Linked DNA regions of Zea mays: region 2 is linked to region 1. A link is a contact called in public Hi-C data. All regions are on one chromosome and are shown on one strand. Each heading gives the region's core, a stretch centred on a gene start, on an enhancer-like site or on the middle of the called end of the contact. The rest is flanking DNA. Distances are from core to core; before and after follow the strand shown. Region 1 holds the start of LOC100216656 (Signal recognition particle protein). Region 2 overlaps LOC100381508.

The links. A called contact is a pair of places that touch in the nucleus more often than the background predicts.
Region 2: a Hi-C map of ear shows a contact between it and region 1, with 1.9 times the contacts expected there. The contact joins the enhancer-like site here to the promoter of LOC100216656 in region 1. A contact is called at or near these places in 2 of 25 Hi-C or Micro-C datasets (ear and leaf).

Annotation. Positions count from the first base shown.
Region 1 is chr9:33,046,066-33,050,101 of Zm-B73-REFERENCE-NAM-5.0, forward strand. It overlaps LOC100216656 (Signal recognition particle protein), which reads left to right and starts at 1,845. Exons shown (of 4, transcript NM_001143067.1): 1 at 1,845-2,075; 2 at 2,177-2,245. The coding sequence starts at 2,004.
Region 2 is chr9:33,190,243-33,194,278 of Zm-B73-REFERENCE-NAM-5.0, forward strand. It overlaps LOC100381508, which reads right to left. Exons shown (of 12, transcript NM_001361435.1): 8 at 3,299-3,813; 9 at 3,155-3,215; 10 at 2,759-3,031; 11 at 2,352-2,613; 12 at 1,711-2,241. The coding sequence ends at 1,886. Among protein-coding and RNA genes, the nearest start is that of LOC103638219, 3.2 kb to the left of the region's middle. Within about 2 kb of position 1,984, at least 7 of the 20 cell types and tissues checked have an H3K27ac peak or open chromatin away from gene starts, as enhancers often do. A contact at or near this core is called in ear, where this site is marked.

The DNA.
Region 1 (4,036 bases), core at 595-3,094:
TGAGCTTAGGTGCTGTTTGGTTCAAGAAATGTAACGTAAATGGTAATAGTAATGATTTACACCCGAGTATCGGCAATAATAAGTTCGAATAGGCCTGTATCAATTTCTAGTGTGGTATCTAATTATGGTTGGACTTAAACAAACATGATTTAGTGTTATCAGTTACCCATTACGTTACAAATATGTGAACCAAACGCCACCTTATTTGAACCAAAAGATCAAAGCTCAAATGAACTAACCTCGTATGTCGCTTTCAAATCTGAGAGGAAGATCCTGCCACAAGATATCGAGAAAGGCCAAAAGCATGGAAAACTCGTCCAAATGAGAAAATTCGACAAATAAGATCTCCCTTTCCATAAAAACATGATAAAGATTGTTCTTAAAATGCACCTCAAAGCCGCCCTCAAGGAATCATGAAACAGAAAACAAATTAAAAATGCAAATTGGAAACCAATGCAACATCCTTGAGAACATGAATGGTGCCATAAGAGACAACTTTTACCGCTAGTGTTATCCTATAAAAGTGATGTACTCCTTTTCGATCACATGGTCGAGGCTAGAAAACCATCTAGTGTTTCTAGTCATGTGGCACGAACATCTAGAATCCATGAGCCATATGTTCTCTAGGCCTTTGTCCTACATAATAGAGGGACATAGGGTGAGCAAATGGCACAACACTAGGGTTAGTAAACTGAGAAGAGTAATAGTGTTGTGGAATTTGCCCCTGAAAAGCGTTATAAAAAAACGTCAAACATCATGAGTCCCATAGGGGGTAGCGATCACCATGAGAAGAAATTCGACCATGGGGTCTTTGGTCAAATGGCACATGACCAACACCACACCGGGCTTGACCACCATATGGTCTTACTACTTAAGGCCTAGCAATCTGAGACAAAGCATCTCTAGACCTAGCAGGACACCTCTTACTATGAGGGACATGTATACCATGAGAGAGGTGATACATGTTCCTGCTGCTCACCTCAGAACCCTGCCACTCATCTCTCTTTCTCCTAAAGCAAAACTCAACCAAGTGACCATCCTTCTTGCAATACTCTAGGAAGGGGATCACTAGAGATGGTAAAGTATCAATTGGGTTCGTAAGATGGTTAAGTTTGAGAATCCACATTTGTTTTTGATGTGGGGATCTTAGAAGTTCTTTAAACACTCCATCTCATATAGTTGGGCTGATAGGTTTGGGTGGAGTGAATTTGATGGGCTAGGTAGTGGTTTTAGGTTTTCTAAGGGCTAGTTTGGGAACCCTATTTTCGCAAGGGATTTCCCTTTTCCAAGGGGAATTAATTCATTTCCCCTTATGAAAATAGGAATCACTTGGAAAAATGGAGTTCCCAAACAATACCTAAAGGTGTCAAACCACTACACTCACCAACCTCGCTATATCACACGTCACTCTCCTTTCAGATAAACGATAGAGCAGTGAAATGATTTCGCGTGCTCTTTTTAGCAGTAGAGATTATATGTAATACTAGCAAAAGTGTCTGTATGTTGCTAGTTTCTGTTTGTGTTTGAGTATATAATATAAAACACAAAGAGACTTATATTATATTCGCAAAGTATGTGTTAATGTGGGTTTGGAGCCAACAACCATGGCACAAATCCTCATTTATGTATATTATGTATAGTTTTAGCTTTTATTTTATGCCCTCGTGAATGCACGAATCTATTTTATGACAAATATATTTTTTTTAACTTATGACACAAAAAATACTTTACAAATGGAAAGATTTTCCTAGCCGTGAAACCTTTGTGTGGGCGTTTTTTGGGGTAAAATTAAACCCTTGTCCATAGAAAACGGTGGCCAAAGGCCAGGAGGGGTTGTGGCAGGCGGATGACCTGATACTCATCTGCGGCACGCATGTCCAGCACGCCGCGGCCAAGACGAGCAGCAAAGCAAACCGTATTTGTCCCGCGGCGGCCTCTTCGTCCCGCAAGGTCGCCCCACCTAGATCCGGCCACGCCGCACGTTCCCCTTTTCCGCCGCAGCGATGGTGTACGTGGATTCCTGGGACGAGTTCGTGGAGCGGTCCGTGCAGCTCTTCCGCGCCGACCCCAACACCGTACGCCGTCGTCGCCCGATCCCCTCTCTTCTCCAAATTCCTTCCTGCTCCATTCCGTGTGTCTGATCCTACCTAACCTGTTTGTGCGCGTGTGTCTGCAGACCCGCTACGTGATGAAGTATCGGCACTGCGAGGGGAAGCTCGTGCTCAAGGTCACTGATGACCGCGAGGTACTACCTTATCCTAAGCTGTATTTACTCAGAGGAGCTGATTGATGATACACTTGTTATTTATAGCTTATAGAATTGGGTGATCGAAGGGTAAGATCACACACCTTGATAAGTGATCCTACCATTGGATCTATGTTGTGTGTTCCGTGAGAGGTTGTCAGATGTGTTATTTTTTAAATGTGATGGTTGGATATATAGGAGCAGGTGCCCTGAAATTCAGTATTCTGAAAATGTATTGGGCAACCAGTGGCACCTGGTTAATCATATGAAAGACAATAGGATCTATCTGATTCTTTAGTATGCCAAATCTGAGAATTGTGCATCATTAGTGAACATTAGTATTGCTGTGTTGCTGTTGGACTTAGATCATAAGTTCTTTTGTTGGATGGATCTGTATGAACTTCAGGTATTCATATATTTTGTTACTGAAATAGTATATGTATATTTTTTTGTGACTCTTTTATATATCAAGTAATGTTTGTGACAATGCATTATGGTTGCACAACTGATTTCTCCCAACAGTTTGAGGTATTTCGTAAGCAAATTGTGCTGAAGGTTAAATAATATATATTGGAGCCATGTAAGTATAGGTTTCATAGCTGAAATTCATCCCTGCACACTGCCTTTATATGATAGATCTTCAGCTATATATAATTGAACAATGGTAGTTACATGAGGGATGTTCACTTTCAGAGTAAATGCTTTATTAGACAGCATTTTATTGGAACATTTTTCAACGAACAGACGTGCTTGTAACCAAACATGAAACATATATGGTATTTGGTAAGCATTTGACCGCTACCGAGGCTTCTCTGGTTCACTTGTTATTTTATATAAATGGCAATGGTGCAGATTTTTACCATAGTCACAAAGTTCTCGGGTCGAGGGACGAGGTTTAATATTTTTAAAGAGTACGGTACGAGGGGTGTATACCTCTTCGGGACGTGAATCTTAATTTGGATACATGAATCTGAGTACGATGGATCAATGTTCCCGGATCGGTTCAACATATTAAGGCTCGCGATCCTTGTGTGTTTGGGTCGATGATCCCGGGACAATTAAAAACAGATTGATACACGATCCAAATGATTTTGGTTCACTACTTAATTTGCTACTAATATAAAATGAAGACATCAAATTTTCCATATGCCGAAAGTCTGAAACTGGATAATTTAGTTTGAGTTACATTAAACATAATTTCATAGTTATATAAAATATGGGAAATGGACTTGGAGTCTTGACTTCTGCACTCTGCTGCAGTCCTATTCATCAACATCGTCTTGCAGATTCTTCCAACGTAGCCTTTCGAGCTTCAATCCTGATTCATCCAAGATAGTGTTATTTGGATCTGCATCCCACCTGTAACTAGGTCCTGCTTTGTAGCACTCTTTTTTTTCTTGAATACGCAGGAGAGCTGCGTATTTTTGTATTAAGAAGAAGAAGAAAGGGGGAGAAAACCCCGGTACATAGTTGTTACATTTGGTCATTTGCCTAACAACACCAGACACACCCCATACAACTAAGACACCTCTTCTAAATAGAAGAAAGAGAGCGCTTTGGCTCCAGCCATACGCCAACCCATTAACTCCTCCCTTGCAGCTGCCAACACCACCGCAGTCCGCAGCGCTAGGGTTACACTTATCAAAAACACACCTATTTCTATGTTTCCACAGAGACCATGCACCCAAAATGACTCGATTGAAGACGAAGGTTGAAATGGATATAGACCAGATTATCTGCATTTTTGGAATTCACTTTGTTCCTGTTCACCTTATGAATATATGAATATGT
Region 2 (4,036 bases), core at 734-3,233, 140 kb after region 1:
CGCAACTGGATATTAACATAATATGGATATCATTGCTGACAGAGACAAATATAGTGTCTCAATTCAGTAGACAGCTTGCTTCATAGGCATGGACAGAGAAATTGGAATCCACGTTCTGAGATAGTATTTTTTCAGCTTCAGAATAGAAATCATACCTTTCCCCTCTATGAGGAAATACAACACACGATCAATAAGGCCCGTAGCATCCAATCCAGGGTCATATACAACTTCAAGTACTCTGCCATCACCAGGATGGAGACATTCAATCCTACCTTTATGTGCGGGAGCAGGCGACAGCTAGAGAACTGACCATCCATGCTTGTATCGAACATCAAGCTAGACTACAGATAGGTGCGCCCTAGGAAGACCCCCAATATGCCACGCCGCCTGCGGCAACGCCCTCCGGAATGTTGTGCCTCCACTGGTCCGGGAACGTGGTCTCACAGAGAAAGAAGAAGCGGACAGCATACAGAGAGAGCTCGAGGTGCTGCTGCTGCAAGGCAATAATAATGGAGACGAACGACGACAGGTAGCTTGGAAAGAGCATGACGGTGAATGTAGCAAGGAAAAGCAGCGCAGCAGGGATATGGTCACGAGCAAGGCGAGAGAAATGGTAGCAGGGAAGAAAAGGAGCACGCTGAAGCCAAGGTTGGTGGCCTCGCTCCTTAGACGAGCCGTGTGTCGGCGACGGTGGTGGGGACGAATGAGATCCAAGGGAGTATGGTGGTGTGTCGACGACGAGGAACTTACCTCCTCCGCCTCCACAGAACCACCTCTCCGAGCGGCGAGAACACCAGATCAGCTAATCTCTGCCTCCCACGGTGAGATGCACCAAGCAGGCCGCCGGTAGACGGCTAAGTCGCCGGCGAGCGTGAGGGGAAGCGGGAGGCGGCGTGGGACAGTGATTGAGAAGCAGGGGAGAGAGAGAGAGGCCGGAGGGAGCGGACGCGAGATAGCTCAACCAGATTTGATGATAAATTCGGGTCCATCGCGTATACATCGTGGTTGTCTTCTCCATACCACGCGTCAGCGCGAGACAGGCGGAACGACCACCGAATGCGGAGAGCGTTCCGAAACGCTTCAGGTTTTAAGGAACCTGATTCAAAAAAAATAAAACTAATATCCACAATATCTAGTTACTTCTCCCCATAAAATCTGCTGATTGTTGTAAACGTGCCAACACTGCTAACCGTAATTGTGGTGTCTCGGCGTCGCGCTATACATGGTGCTGACTGCTGAGCAAGACGGCAAGGCCACTCTCTTCTGTATACGGTACGGTGTACATAGGCTGCTTAGATTTCGGGCCCATGGCAGCAGTGCCCCTTCAGGGCTGACCCTGTTTAGCCGATGGAACTGCATACATTGTAAAAAATTGATCATGTTGTATTTTGTGGTCAATGCCTATCAAGCTGACGCTGTCGTATTTATTTAGATCCGAGTTCGTTGCAAGATGCTGCTATGTTGGATGGAGTCTGGGAACTAGCCGCTTATGACTTCTGAGCATGCGCGGCTATTTTGTAAACAAAGCAAAACGTCTGTGCAACAACCACACAACCCGTACCCTTTTGGCATCCTACGCGTACTCGACCATATTTACCCACAACTATGTTCGAAACAGACAATCTACCATTAAATTTACCACCGTCAGGACTTTTATTTAAAACTAATCACTTGCTGCTTATAAAACCGTCTGTGCAGATTGCTGCAGCTCAAACGCAAATGAAGGCTTTAAATCATACTTAGTAACACGAAAGAAATACATAATGCAGTGACAATATGTCACCGCTGTAATTAATTTAGTTAGATTACTTGGTTCTTCCGCTCAACAACGTCATCAGAAACTCCAGTCCACGATTACACGAGACAATAACAGCAACCTATAAGGCTATAACGACTCCTCATCGGATGCATCCTCCTCGCTCGTGACGTCAGACTGCCCGTCCAGCTCACTGTCATCAGACGCGGTAGCAGGTTTTGCAGACATCTTGCTCAGAGCAGCAGTCTTGCTTGCTCTCTGAGAACGTGCAGCAGCAGTCATACTGGGAGTGGCTGGAACCCTGCTTGCCGATGTTGCAGGCACGTCAGCTTCTCCCGCTTCCTCGTCACTGTCATCGCTAGAGGACGGTGCCTGTCTCGCTCTTCTCCTGGCAGGAGCCGGAGGCCGGACTGACCGTGGTGCTGGTGTAGGAGGCACTGCTTGATTGGTGTCCAACTTGAAGCCATCATCGAATCCTAGTTTCTCTGAGATAACAACAAGAATAAGGTACGATAAGAACCATTAGAAATGAAAGCTTGCGAAGATGCAGAGATGGATGGACATGATTTAGGTTCTTATTTTCCATTAGACGTACTGAATATGGCATCTGCGTCATCTTGTGCAAGTTCTTCGTCTGGACAGGCATCAAGCGATCTAAGCCGTGCAGCCATTTGAGCTAGCTCCTTCCCGAGCTCCTTGTCGGAAGCCACTGAAGCAGCCAAATGATTCACAAGGCCTCTCATGCACTTGATGGCCTTCTGTTCTGATTGCCGGAATCTTAGAAGGACCACAACCTTGCACAGGGCCAAAGCATATGCTTTCCCAGCTGCGGTCTTCTTATCTGGGCAACTGGCTACCTAGAGCATTTGCACCACATGATGTCAGTTTTTCCCTAGAACTTATATAGTATAATTCACACCAAAAAAATGAGAGGATATTTGTTTGGTGTCCAGCAATATTAGAATAAAATGTACATGTATTTCCTGGATTATTCAATGATACCTCTAGTGCTATACGGATAGCAAGCCCTTCCTCGCTGATGTCAAAATTGTTTGACGCATCTGCTAAACCTGAAGCACTTTCAGAACTTTTTGAAGCTTGGTCCATACTTTCGGTTGAAAATAATTGGGTTTGCACCATTTGCACCATGAAACGAGAAGCTTGAACCGCAAGTTTCCGTCTCTTTGAAATAACATGAGTGCTACCCCCAGCATTACCATATAAACCAGGCCACATGGCTTTCATGACAGGTACAAATGCGTTGCAGATACAACTCTGTCAAAAGAAAGGCAATCAATAAATTTGATCTGAGCTTATTCAGTCGGTCAGTAAATTTGACCTGGGATAAAGTCACGTAAAATAATTTGAGCCAGTGTATGGTAAGCTTTATCAGCTTGCCTTGTGTTTATCTGAAAGTGCTGGATAGTGCTGAAAGAAGACAGACATACATTGTTTCAATCTGAAACAGAAAAAAGAAAGCATTTGTGAGAATAAAAAGAAAACAAATGTGTTTAAGTAGCAGAGGATAAATGAGCGATTGACCTTTCGAGCTCTTTAGTTTCCTCTGAGAAATACAATTTAATGAGTTTAGCGAGGATAACAGTATGCAAATCAGCAGGTATACTTGCAAAATTCCCACTGAGGAGAAGAATCTTTGCAAAACCTTCACCAAGAATGGTTGGGACATTATCATGATTGTCACCCTCTAGATCGAATTCCCAGTGATCTTTATGAAATCCAGAAAATAAAATATCAAGAACTCCAATGTTTAGATCATCATCATTCATATCAGAGAGGTCAACTTGAGTGAACTGAGATTTTTCGTAGCTAGGATCTGGCGATTCAATTCCAATGGCTCGATCTATTTCTTGTGGCCCATGCCAAGTTACAAGGTCAATCAAGGCCTTGCATGCTATGGCACTAACCAAGTCAGGCCCATTGATGAAAGATAAGCGTAGCTGCTTCACCAACTCTGCATTAGGTCTGTTCTCTAACAGTCCAAGGAGACAAAGGCATCTTAAAGCAGCCCTTTGTACATCAACATGATTTTGTTTTGCCTACATGAGATAAGATCAAAGACATAAACGTTATAATTCAGCTCAATTTAATTAATAGCCACAAGAGCAAATGTAGTGTATACAGGAGCTGAAGAATATTAGCAGAAAGGAAGGAAATCTGGGTTTGGTTAACAAACTTAAGTTTGACTCAGTTTATTTATGAAAAATAGTATCAATATTTAAAACTCCAAATAGGTATATTATTATTAAAAGGAAAAGGTCC